Linked DNA regions of Anas platyrhynchos: region 1 is linked to region 2. Evidence: chromatin contacts called from public Hi-C data. All regions are on one chromosome and are shown on one strand. Each heading gives the region's core, a stretch centred on a gene start, on an enhancer-like site or on the middle of the called end of the contact. The rest is flanking DNA. Distances are from core to core; before and after follow the strand shown. Region 1 overlaps KALRN (kalirin RhoGEF kinase). Region 2 overlaps KALRN (kalirin RhoGEF kinase).

What was found. Hi-C and Micro-C count contacts between places; a contact is called where the count stands out from the background.
Region 1: a Hi-C map of liver shows a contact between it and region 2, with 2.2 times the contacts expected there. The contact joins two enhancer-like sites. A contact is called at or near these places in 4 of 8 Hi-C or Micro-C datasets (F1 follicle, liver, small yellow follicle and 1 more).

The regions. Positions count from the first base shown.
Region 1 is chr7:16,406,938-16,413,634 of IASCAAS_PekinDuck_T2T, forward strand. KALRN (kalirin RhoGEF kinase) reads left to right here. Exons shown (of 64, transcript XM_072040795.1): 54 at 2,677-2,800; 55 at 4,112-4,171. Among named protein-coding and RNA genes, the nearest start is that of UMPS, 24 kb to the right of the region's middle. Within about 2 kb of position 3,799, at least 1 of the 8 cell types and tissues checked has an H3K27ac peak or open chromatin away from gene starts, as enhancers often do.
Region 2 is chr7:16,346,775-16,353,623 of IASCAAS_PekinDuck_T2T, forward strand. All of the region lies in intron 38 of KALRN (kalirin RhoGEF kinase), which reads left to right. Among named protein-coding and RNA genes, the nearest start is that of UMPS, 84 kb to the right of the region's middle. Within about 2 kb of position 2,582, at least 2 of the 8 cell types and tissues checked have an H3K27ac peak or open chromatin away from gene starts, as enhancers often do.

The DNA of each region.
Region 1 (6,697 bases), core at 2,549-5,048, 61 kb after region 2:
TTCCTGTATAAAGTATTTTGCACTATTTAAAAAAAGAAAAGAAACAAACTCATATTGATGAAGTCAGGTTGTGCAATATAATGGATAGTCGCAATGTTCATCATTGTACCTGTAATGTAACTAATTTTAAATGTACTATTTTAAATATGTAAAATAAATTTTCACCATGAGCATGTTTTAAAGAGGTAAAAGAACTAGTTTGACCCTTTTTTGTTTAGTTTTGTTTTGTTTATAACGTTTTGTTGTTTATTTAACAAATGTGTGGATATATATTTTTCTTTTTTGATTTTTAGAAATTTGTCAGTCTGAAATGACTAATGCAAGAAAGTGTTTTTTTGGTATTAAATACAGAAGGTACAACCCTCTTTTCAGTAATACCGATTGATTTCTTTTAACATCTAAAAAGACTACTTGGTAATGCGTGGTGTATGCTACACATTCTGTTATCTTATGTGAGTGCCTTGAGGTGAAGAACTGAATGTGAGGAAAGATTTTGTGAGAGATTCCCTAAAAGTAGTAATTTGGTATCTGCTAAAGACACAGTTAAGAAATACGGTGACTTGACCCATCAGTTGGTGATCTCAGGAATACTATTGAATGCTATTGCAAATGAAATATTAAGCCAAAAAAAATTGCTCAGCACATCTCTTGCTCGTGTGCCACAGCTATTCCTGGGTTCCCCTCTAACCACAATCTGCAAACATGTGCCTTTACATTCACCCCAGCACTGGGCTCCTGGTGGAAGACGTTGATTTCATGGCAGCTGTGCAGTCAAATTCTGCAATACAGTCATATGAATTGGGGCCAGGAAGGAATACCAGAATTGAAAGACACATGTATTGCACTTCTCTCTCAGTCTTAAATCATGTTTTCGGACTCAGAGCTAAACCAACCCTGCAACTTAAAAAGAAGCCTGAATGTCTTTCTAATATAAATCCAATGGGTTAAAAATGCAGCTGTTTTCAGCCCTGTCTAGTCTGCCAGATCACGTGGAGTTAAAAGTAATAAAACTGTTTCTTCTGTTGACAAATATTATACACAAAATAGGTGTTCAATCCAGTAGTGTTAGCATCATGATAGGTGAGGGTCAGGGAGTCCATCAGCCATGTCCTTGACTCTTTATCATGTCATAAAGGAAAATAAAACAGTCCCGAAGTGCTGGATAATGCCCCCTGGTCTGCACACCTAATGCAGACCTCCCCCCAAAAATGCCCAAATACCAAGCCATCCTTCCTGCCCAGCCAGGGTGTGCAGGGAGTGTTGGTGCTCCTTGTGCCAAAATACAACTGCCCCTGCCAGCCACCAGCTCCATGCCACTGGTAGGCACCTGGCCCACGGTGCTGCCACACCAAAAACAGTCCCCATGAACCATTTTGGTCTTACATCAGTGCAGCCAGTTCCTGGGAGGCCCTTGGGTTTACTTCTTAAAAAATAAGCTATTGTACAGCTCCAGCCAGGCGCTGAAATACAAAAAGATGCTTATGAATCATCGTCAGTGATCATGGGGGAGCATCGGCTGTGCGGGGTGTCCTTCAAGTCCTACCTTGCTAACATACTGCATTTTATTGGCATCGCAGGTGATCGTTGGATTACATGCAACTTGCTTTGTAAAATGTATCAAGGTACTGTAGACGTGACATGACATGTGCCAAACATTGGGCTTAAAACATGCAAATAAAATTTGCATGACTTAAAGGTGGGCAGATGCTTTGAACCTGGATCCCAGCTCATCACACTGCTGTTTTGAGAGCTTTCAGCTTTGGACAACATACCACTTCCCAAATCCTCCCCCACCTGCCCACTATTTAAACCAAATGAATTCCATATTGAGAAGTGTTTTGTTTTGTTTTTTTTCTTTCTTGATTTTTTTACGTCTGCTTTGATATGCAATTTCTGTTGTTGACACAGCATTGCTCTTACAAAGGGTGACATGATCTTTTTTTTTTCTTTTTTCCAAGAGTAAGGTCACAGGCACAGTAATGAGGGGTGAAAAATATTCTGGAAATCATGCCTGCTGTGATTCTAGTCAAAAAGCATGGACTGATTGATGTCCTCTCTATCCCGATTGGCAAAATCAAATATTACACTAATGGGAAATTATTGGTCTTGAGAAGCAGAGCAGAGCTTGTCATTCTAGGAAAGTACTTATCTCTTGGAAAGTTAGTGATGTAGCTCCCATTTTCTGAGCTATTCATGTTCTGAGTAACATGTAGGGAGCAACACCTTCAATTTCTTAAATCTTTTTATTTGCTCAACAAAGTAATCTATTAAGATGGTTCTCATTTATTACATTTGTTGCTTTTAACCAACAAGACTGAGGACTGAATTGACCTGTTAACTATAGCAAAAATAAAATAAGTCTCTGTTTGTGGCAATGCAAGACAAAGTCCCTGAAACCAGCTGACCGAGTTCTAGTTGCCTGCTTCCATCATGGGATATTTTTTCCTGCTCCATGCATTTAAACAGCAAGTGTGGCACAACATCTGCTTTGCAGAACACTTTGGTTTGTTTTTTAACTTCAACTCTCATTGCTCAAGTAGAGATAGGCGTATTGCCGGTGGCTTCCACCTTCTAGGGAATTGCAGTAATCGCAAATGTGGATGCTGGTTCTCCTTTCCCAATCCTTCCTTCCTGCTATGATTTGCCATTTGATTGCTGCGTTTTTTGGTACAACAGGAAGTCATGTTCATGGCATACCCTGCGCATGAGAAAGCGGGCGGAAAAGGAGAGCAGTGGCAAAAATGAAGCCAATGGGCCACGTAAATCCAAGGATATTCTGGGGAACAAAGTCTCTGTTAAAGTGAGTAAGGCCAACGGAAAGCTGTGTGCCACTCTCCTGCTTCCCATCCTTTTCACCCCCTACAGCATCCTCTCCTGAGAGAGGGAGGGGGCGGCAATTTTGGGTTGTGTTTTTGTTTTTTTTCCACTTCAGTTATCTTTTTTTTTTTTTTTTTTTTTTTTTTTTGTAGTATCCATTTTAGCAGGATTTTTGCATGCAAGATAAAATGCAGCCTTTGTTTTTCATTTTCTTTTTCCTGGCATCCCATACACAAGTAAGTAATCTTCATTAAAAGACTATGTATGAGGTTAAATAACTGTTCTGTAAATAACTGAAAACAGTGAGTGACTTTCCTCTGATCTAGCCCAATCTGCAGCTCCATCAGAGCAACTGCAGCGGTGAGAAAGCCGCCGGGTGAAATGACTGCCTTTTTAATGTTGACAAGTTTTCCTCAGGCCAATATTTCCCCACATATTATGATAAGGGGCTCTCTACCTTGAGATGCTAAAGAAGTTCACTGTGGGGAGATGGTCTGAATGACCTCTTTATTTCCATATCACCAGACAGGGAAGAGATGCTGACTTGGTCTTGCCAGGAGAGGGTTTTGTGTGTGTCCGTGTGTGTGTGTGTGTCCGTGTCTGTCTCTCTCTCTCTGAGATCTCCCAGTGTGGAAAAGGTTGAGAACGGTGGGGTTAAGCTCCATCTTCTGCATTGAGTGCCTGACTTCTCTGCTCCAATTGAGAGGATCCATCTCTATAAACCAGCCATGAGGCCTGCTCAGGACTAATCTGGGGCTATCCCTCCCAGCAGAGGCAAGCAAACAAATACTCACAACCAAAGCCCAGCCTTGATGCAGGAAAGCACTTGAGCATGTACTATGGATCCACCCCTCTCCAGGAGGGCCCATGATTAAGTGTTTTCCTTTCTGGAGGCTTTCCCTCATGTATGCCTCTTGAAACAGATGGCATGTGCAAAGAGAAGCCCTGCCACTGCCACCCGGCTGCCCCTTGCACCCAGAGCTAAGGGCAGCAGCTGCTGCAGCATGGTGGTCACGGGGCTTCCTTCTCCTGCTTCCTTGCTGTTGTACTGCCCGAACGACTTGCAGAATCACTGCCTTTCCTCTGGCAAAAGCATGTCTTCGCCTTTACTTCTCTTGTTTTGTTGTTGGTTTGGTTTGGGTTTGGGTTTTGTTTTGTTTGGTTTTTTTTGGAACATATTCTGTCCTGTTATTCATCCCCATGCTGCTCACAACTCCTTGCTGCTCTGCCCTGTCTAACCAATCTCTCCTCTAATCTCTTGTTCTCTTTCTTCCTCTTCATGCTGCCAAACAAGGAGACAAACAGCTCAGAGGAGTCAGAGTGTGATGACCTTGACCCCAATACTAGCATGGAGGTAGAGACAATCATCCTTGTCATTATTTTTGTCCAAGAACATGTGCCTGTTTTGAAATGCCTGTGCTGGAAGGGGAGCTGGTGGGTCTGCATCGCTCATGGACATATGTGCCAATTAAACATGAGTCACACAAAGCACCAATTCTGTTTTTGCCAACCAGTCAACTGGAGTTCAGGCTACCTTTGTGATAGCAGCAGTGGAGGAAGCTGAGGAACAAGTTCTTGCTGAGCTGGAGGCTTACAAAGCCGCCCTCAGTCGCTGCTTCCCACCTGGGACCTCGCTCAATGAAATGATCGTGCATGCCTGTCAGCTACCAGTAAATGCAGCAGCTCTCTATTTTAAAAACACCCACTGTCCTGGCAACACATGCTGGGCTGCTAGTCAGGCTTGTGTTGTGAATTACTGGAGCAAACGTTGTTGCACCAAGCTGGTGCTTTAAATCTAGATCAGAAAATAAAAGTGTGTTTGTTTTTTTTTTTTCCCTAGAAGTTGCTGTCACTTAAAAAATGGGAAATTGCATTTCTGAAAGGTACTGAAAGATCTTGGTAAAATTAGTTGCTTTTATGTACCTGTATCATAGGTAAGACTGTAGATAAGTGGACCCAACCTGTGATGCATTACATGACTCTTTATTTCCAGTGTGAAGCCACCGATTTTAGTGGAGTGACCAAGACATGCCTTGCTGAGAGAGTCAGAAAGAGCTTAAAATCATGAGAGCTGCATGTCTGGCTCTTCTCAATTAATATCTTGCAGAGCCCATTTTTCTGTGTATGGTGACCACACTAAACACCTGTGTACATTGTACCACGGCTGAGGCTTCTTACTGAAACAGGCGAGGAAAAGGTTCAGCAAGACCTCCATGATTTTGCAGAGATAGTAGAGCAGGTCATTGGAGAAGAGGGATATTGCACCTCCAGGAAGCTGTTAGCCAGATTGCACTACAAACGTCACACAAAAGAAAGCTGACCTTCCTCCTGGGGTTAAAAAACAGCAGAAGTGTATTGGGATGTACCACCTCAGCTACTAACCTGCAGGTTCTCTTCTGTTGTAATTGTGTTGGCATCAGTAAATACATCTTTGAGAAAAGGACGTGTGTTAAAGGAAAGCTTTTGACCCAGCTGACATGCTGGAGATTGAATGATATTTGCCACTAAAGCTCCATTATTCTTAGGAGTGTCTTTGCATTTTCAAAAAGCATTTTGCCAATCACAGGTAACAAATAGAAATATATGTATTTGGTACAAGGCAGTGCCCAGTTACTGCACATAAATCTATGTAAGCTTTAGATCATTGGAAATTGCTCTGTGGAATGAAAAACAGCTGAGACACAGGCCTGATGTACAGAGCTGGGTGAGGATTGCCATCCAGAGGGAGCAGACCAAGGGCAGGCTCCAAAACATGCATGAGGGAAACAGCCCTAGAAGTGGTATTGTTGCAGCACAGTCTGCAGTGTCTGGGGTTTTCGCTGCTGGCCACACAGTTGTTCTCCTTGTCCCTTTATTATGAATGTTGTGATGCTCCTTTTCAAATGTGTTGTGAGAAATGTATTAACATTTGGCCTTGGATTAAGGCCTCCAGGAGCTAAAGCCTTTTCCCATTAAAACAGAAGCAAGGCAAGCTTTTTCCACGCCTAGAGCCTGATGCAGGATATTCTGACCATTGGGCAGGAGATCTGTGGAGGAAGTCAGACAGTGATGGCAGAGCATCAGGAGGTCTATGCAGAGATGTCTAAGCTGCAGAGCAGCTGGCTAGCACACCTCACAGCACAGGTCTCAGCATGGGCTGCGAAATCTCTTCTCAGAGGAACTGCAGCTGGATCTCTGGCAGCTCCCAGGGCTGGTGGGCTCTCCAGGCTCTTTCTAGTCTGCATTCCTCTCCTCTGGTGATGGTTTCAGTTTTAAGGCTTGTCAGTGAGGGGAAAGCAACATTGGCAAGCCCTTTCAACATCATTTATCACAACCTCCAGCTCCTTTCCTGTGGCAGGCTCACCATGAAGACTTTGAACCTGACCCAGTCCATGGGGGAAACATTAGTCCCTTGCTTTTTCAGGTTCTTGTGTCCCATGATTGTGCTTGTGCCTGCACATAGTATCAGAACAGGACTGTCAAATCCTCCGTCAGCCAGTGTGTTTTCAGTCTCCCCTGGGGGCTGTACCTGATACAGAGGGAGTGGGGCAGCTGGTGTACGTCCTTAACCATATTTTGCAGGAAAAAAAAAAAAAGCTGACTTGTCTGGCTTTGTGTCCCATGCACATAGTGAAAACCAGCCTCTCACCAGGCTCCCCCTTCTCTCTTCCAGGGGTGCATGGCGAGGTGGTGAGCTCCTAGGCCAGGAGCATCACCGGATGCCCGTGGTGGGGGCAGACCTGGCTCTGACACCTGGCTCAGCTTGTGACAGTTTCATAGGCTCAGCGTGTGACAATCTCACAGTCTGTTGGAGTGCTGGCAGGAGAGCTGTGTCCTGGCCCAAACACCACCATTTAGAGGCCCACGCAGCCTACCCGTGTCATTAAGGAGGAGGCCTCTG
Region 2 (6,849 bases), core at 1,332-3,831:
GCTTTGATAAAACAGGAAAGGCTATTTTGGGGGAAGTTGCTTTGCTTTTGTTCAGTGGATTTTTATTATTTTAAACACAGGAGTCTTTGTTTAAAAGAGAGAAGGCCTGCAAATTTTCTTGTTTACTTTGCCTTTGCTTCCCCTTCTGACAGGGGGTAAAACTTCATCCACCTAATCCCCTGTCAGCTTAACCCCAAGTTTCACTGTACAGTGGCCATGCTGATTTTTATTTTTTTTTTCACTGGGAAAGAAGAAAAAGGGGGAAGGGGGACTGGGATTTAAAATGCTGCAGTCAGCTGTGCTCATCAAGGATGCCAGAGGATTCAGCACCTGGTCTGGGTGGAAATTCAGCCGTGGTACACACCGAGCTGTAATCCACACCTGCTGTGATCACAAATAATCCGATCAGAAGGATTAGACGCTTGGACATAGCATGTGTTGGGCCTGATTCTCTGTATTAATGTGGGACCCTTTGACAGGTCACCCTCATGGTTCATGTACCAGGAGCAGCTTGGAGGGTACAACATAAAACTGGACAAAATCCAGTAGCTGATATTGCACAAAGGTCAGGCACCTGAGCTGAAGGTTTATTCTGGCATTACAGTCTCTGACAGCTTTATTATTGTGCAACTCATGCTCGGTTTTCTAATGCGTCGTTTACTGCGCCTTTGGGATTTTTGCTTAATTTGGCTGGGAGGCTGTCAGGGAACAGGCTTTCCTGGTAGCAGGTATAATATCGATTGCTCATACCTCTTCATTAACATACTGGCACCAGCATCTTAGGCTGTGGCTGAATATGGAATATAGAATTTCTGCCGATTGAGATAATAAATCTTTCTGCTTTTAGCATCGCATTAGTCAGCCAACTAAAACCCAACAAAAACTGGCAGAGAAACGCTACTAGTGGTCAAATGGGAAAGCATCAGCAAAAATGTAGTGCGGGATGTTTCCAAACTGCGTGGACCTGTAGGAGGACAGAAGCATTCGCACTTTGGAGGGTTAAGTGCTGGTCTTTGCAGAAGGAAACGAGGACCATGGTGTATCGCTGCCACGCAGCGCCTGTCAGCACTGCGCCCAGTGGTGCACATGAGTTGGCTGTTTCCAAAACGAAAAATCTTCTCTCAAGATAAAGAGTCATTTGTTTCCTGTAGATATGCTTGTGGGCTTGTTGGAGAGGCAGGTTTTAGAAAAGGGTACAGTTACTTATTGCAGCACTTCTGTTGCATGCAGAGTGTGGCTTGGCAGGTCCAGGCTTGGGTGGTGGAGCCCAGCGTGCAGTGGTCTGGGCAGGCTGGGTCTCCCCATCGAGAGCTGGAGCTCGGGAGAGGGAAAGCAGCTCTTGTGAGTCCCCCTCAAGCTCAGCACATGTTTTTCTCCTGCAGCCTGTGTGGAAGACCAGGGTCAGAAATTCTCCATGCTCTCCTGCCAAATTTCCCAGAGGGCCACCCCTTGCTTTCCAGGGGCAAGTTAAACCAACTCACATATTTAGGGCTCTATGCAATGGGATATGATTGTGCTCCTCACTGCAGGTGTTGAGAAGCCCCAGAGCACCCGTGTCTCTATCCATTTTCTGCAGAGAAGCAGGAACCTCCTTCCTTGGCTGCATGCTCACAGATGAAGGGGAGAACCTAGCTGCTTTGGTGGGTTTTGGGGGGTGGCCACAGCCTTCTCCTGGCCTTGTGAGCCATCTGTGACAGACTGGGAGTAGTTCAGCTGTGTACACCTAGACAAGGAAGACTGCTCTGGTTCTGTTTTCCCACCTTGTCTTCAAAGGCATGCTGCAAAAGAAATATTTAATTTGTATTACTAACGTATTGATTTCCTAATTGTTGGGACATCACAAAGGACAAGGTCAGTAAGATAGAACTACTAAGTAAACACTATACTTCTATTTCATTAAGTGAGACTGCTTTCTGGAGAAATCTGGGCTGTGCAGCGTCTCATATTGCCTGGGGAAGACCAGAGGCATCTCCCATCAAAAGGAGTCTGAGCCAGGAATGGCCTGTCCTGCCCAGTCCCCAGTTCTCCTGGTGCTCATCCCAGCATGTGTCCTTTCATAAAACAGCTGAGCTCTGAACTTCCTTTCCTGTAACAGGGTCAGAGCAGACAGAGGGGCCTTTGAAGGGACTCCGTGAAAAGCAGTGATCGAGTCTGAGCAGCAGTTGCTCTACTGAGGAAGGAGCCAGGCTCCTGCTGTGGTGCTGGGGAAACCAGGTATTTTCCAGGACTCCCCATGCAGTTATCCAGGAGAGGAGGCACCTATTGAGAATGGTCTGAATTTGGGGCCAGTTTCTTTTTAATAACTGCCTAGGGACTTTCTTCTTCTCCTTTGAGCTGAGTGTATTGTAGACACCAGAGCAAGCAGGCAGAGCAGAGTTTGCAGCATGAGTTTTTGTGCTGGCTCTGACCTGAAGCCAACAGCCATAATATCTCCACGCCTCTGCCCCACTAGTGAAAAACAAGCAGCCTGGAGGTATAAAAATAGCTCTTTGAGTAAAATCTATTTCCTCTCTATTTAGTCGTGTGTCTTGAGATACGTGTAGCGTGGTGGGAAGGGGGGAGTTGCTGTGCAGCGCTTGGCCCGTTGAGCTAACAGGAAGGTCACCGGCCGCCTTCGCTGAAAGAGCGGCGGGAGCATGTGGACGGCTTGTGTCTTGTGTTTCCTCTGAGGCCAGACTAAATTTAGCAGATTCGCAGATGGACATTGGACCGTAATCCATCTGGGACTGTGGGGAGAAGAGTGGGATCTGGGTTGTTTGCCTAGGCTTTTTGCTGCGTAACCAGCCCCAGCGAGCCACCATTCATTATTATGTCCCTCTTCTGCCTTGCTGAATGCGCTGCAACTTCCTCCCTGGTTGCTTGCCCTGAACTGTTTAAGCATGAAGGAAAAATAAAGACTGCTGGTTCTGTGTTTGTACTAACTCAAAGTCAGACTGTGGATATACTTTCTATAGCATCAACACAAGGGCTGAGCCTATAGATCGTACCTGTGAGATTTGTAGTAATGCAGATATTAACGATGAGGGCAAATCTCATTTAAGGCTTCCCAGCTTCCAGACAGTTAAAGGGATTAATCCTAAATGCAGTATTTACACCCTGCAAGGTCTGTACACTGCTGGGCTGGTCCTTCCGTTGCTAATCTTAAACAAATATTTTATGAGTGTGTTTTGAAGTGAACTAGCTAGGCTAAAAATCCCATTTCCCTGACCAGTCTGAACTAGAGCTAGGCAAACTGAAATGCAAAGCACATGTGTATTAAATAATGTATTTTAAGTAATTGAAATTATGTTTCTGTATATGTGCTTCAGCACACTGCACGGATTTGATATATTGATCCTGACACAAGAAGCCTGATTTTCCTGTCATTTACGCAAGCATTTTGACAGAGCAGTTATTCCCAGGTTACACATTTTGCAAGAAGAGCCTGAACCCATGTCAGCTTCACTTAGTTCAGATTAATCCCAAATTCAAGAAAGTATAGTTAATGTTGTTGTTGCTGTGATGATCTAGAAGTCTTAGGGCAGGATGTTATTTACATAAGTGCCAGTGTTTTTTGTTTTGTTTCCCATTCATATTAACTGGCCCAATAAAAGGCATTACTTCTTCTCACAAATACTGCCTTGCTTTAACTCCAGAACTGCATTTATCGTTTCTTCAAGGCAGAGCCCATGTTTGACTATATTTTCCCTAAATCTGTTTAAATAAGTCTCTTGCAGTTCAGAACACCTAAAGAATGGTTCCCTCTTTTATTATAAGAGATTAAACCATTCTTGTCTCTGGTTGTCCTCAGCATTTCTTAAGAGGCTCTATTTTACATATGTATCACAAATTCTTCATAAGAGCACTGAAGAATTATTGACTCTGCAGAATTGTAATGGAGTGAAATAAGCATTTCCTTTCCTTTCTGGATTTTAAAAAATACAAATTAAATTCCATGCAGTCTCAAACAGTAGAGGGATAATTGCTTGCAGATTGCAGTGAGGGTTGGGATGGCCTCCAGTCTCTCTAAAGGTGTGCGGTCAAACAGAAGCAGCAGTGATACTCTATCCAAGACTTCCCATAACAAAGCAGCTCTGATTTCATCTCCTCACCAATGCAATTTGCAACTCATATATGCTGTTGACTCCTGTTTTAATGAAGAGGACCCAGTGTTCCACGTTTCTCACCAATAACATTTAACTGCCCGATGCCAAATTAAGTTTTTGTTGCCCTTTGCTTTTGTAAACCAAAGAAATTAAAAGTTAGATAGTAGTACCCAGTGTTTCCATTTCAAGGGCATTGTTCTATTTTCTAGAGTAGGGAGGACCGCTGAAATCTTTTAGCTCAAGCTTTTTCTTTCCCATAGATCATTTTTTAGAAGTGTTCTTAGGTCCTCATACATTTCAGTTTTATTCCTTGCAGACTGTGCCCAGCTCGTTATTTTTTTCTGCAGATTTCACATATCTTCAGATTTTTAAGCTAATGGTTGCATTTTGCCAAGGAACATATACCCAGTTTCCTTGGAAATCTATGGGAATTACATTTAGGTATCAGAGAACAGAATGCAGCCTTAAGAGCCAAATGTCATTCTTCAGAAAAGCACTGAGGAATTCATTAACTCTGCAGGACTCAGTGAAATAAGTACGTTTTTACTTCCCCAGACTGCAAAAAACAAGTTTCATGCGGTATGAAGGAATCAAGGTGCTCTTGCTGCAAAGAAAGGCCTTTCTAACCTGTGAAAAAGCTTAGTAAAAAAAAAAAAAAAAAGTTTGTGCATGGATGGCAGGGAAGTGCAGTTCAGGCTTTTCACTACAGGAATCTTCATGGGTGTTTCACATCTGCTCAAATAAATCTGCCTCATGTGTGCTACACAGACATGCTGCTGCTCCATGGGACAACTGCTTTGGACAGAGCCTTCACCTGAAAGTTGTACACCTTCTGCAGTGTACAGTCTTTCCTTATATTCAAAAATGTGTCTTTCTGCCCATAAAGATGCACATTCTGCTCTCCATCACCATCCATCAAAAAAACGTGCTAGGGGACATGCAGGAATGCCAGAGATGGGCCTGATCTTAGCAGCACTGGGGACTGGTACTTCTCTCTGCTGAGCAAAAGATAGCCAGCCAGATGGAAGTACCCATTTTGTCTGACACAGAGAGACTGAATCTGAACCATCAAACCTGCACACCGTGCCTCCCCAAGCAGTCAGGATCTACCACAGCGAGTGGGATCACTGAGACTAAGAAATAATGCAGGTGATGCATCTGTCATGTACCCTGAGGCTCTTCCACTAAATTATTGCCAATAATGGCAGGAGAAACAAGGCAGATCAAGGAACTGATCTGGACTAAAAGAAACTTTTTTTTTCTTTTTTTTTTTTTTTCCCCCCATCTTAGGTTAATTTTAACCTGGATCCATGTGTGGATCAGATTCACTGCGAGGCTGCACAAACATTTCTGTTGGCACAGGGAAGAGGCAGGAAGGCACAGGCACCTGGGAGAGACAGAAAAGGCAACAATGAGTTTTGGCAGGGCGGTTGGCTCTTGACAACGTGAAGTGCTCATGGAACTATCATATAAGGCAGAGCTGTTACGTACCAAGAGATTGGCTAAACATAGGAATGAAAAATTATTCCAAGACATCATGTACTTGTTCCTCTTGCAGAAATGCAACAGGTTTTTCTGTCTTGTAGTGACTAGAAATGCCAATGTGCTGCAGTTCAGATTTTGGTAATGTCTGATGGTACCAAGCAGAAGAAGGATTTCTTGAGTGTTTGGTGCTGAACCAGCAATCACTCACAGACATCCTTTGGAGCAGCATTTCTGTTCAGGAGATCCTACCTGCCAGAGAGCTAGGATCTGAGAAATGCAGTTATTGCTGGTCTGTGGACAGTAAAGAACAGAAGTGGGCAGAGGTACTCCACATTGTTCCAACATAAAGTTGTTTTCTAGATAGTCATTCCACAAACTGATATAAAATAGTTTAAAAACTATATATATATTTTTAATTCTCCCCACAACAGGCTGCCTGTTACGTGTGTCCTTGTTATTTTTATCCTGCTTAAGTTTTAATAACAGCTTTGCAGATTCTTTTATGCTTGTCTTAGATCTGGTACTGTAAACCAGAAAGCTTTGCCATCCTAAACATTGCCTGGTAAGAATTCCTCTATGTTCTCTTTTTTACACTAAGAAAAAGGAAAGTGGAAAATAAACTTACTCCAATAATTTGGCCCAAATAAATAAGGGCTTTGACAATATTGACATTGAATTTTATTTTAATTCCAATCCAATTCTTCCAGACTGGCCAAACAGAGAAAGTTTCCTCTCTAGCAAATGGTGTTTGCCAGTTTTTTGATGTTTCTTTCAGTTTGCCTTGAATTATAATTGTGTTGGATGCTGGATGGGGGGACAGCTGATGAACACAGCTTGCTGTTTACTGCAAGACATCTCAGGCAAGTAGACCAAGATGTCTACTTCTCTTCTATCAGAAACAAAACAAAACAAGCAAGAAGACTTTCTCTAAGGAAGGAGAAATCCCATTTAAAGAGAAAATTAGCTGTGGTTTCTAGCATCCAAATAGAACAACCTCAGGCAAGTTGAGACAGGCACATCAGGACTACTTCTGGTACACTATTAGGCTATAGTTGCTAAAACAACTCACCTTTGTCATGCACAAGTGGGTGAGGCTCCTGTTTGTCTTGGAAATCAGACTATGATGGGCTGAGATAGGCTCATGATTTCCCCACTGAGGCCCAACACAGTAAGAGAGGAGCCAAAACATGTCCAAAAGGCAGCGCTTTAATGCTTGCGTCTTCCATCATTGCTTATTGCTGTAACTCCCAAAGATATGTCTCTGCTTTAATGGAGATAA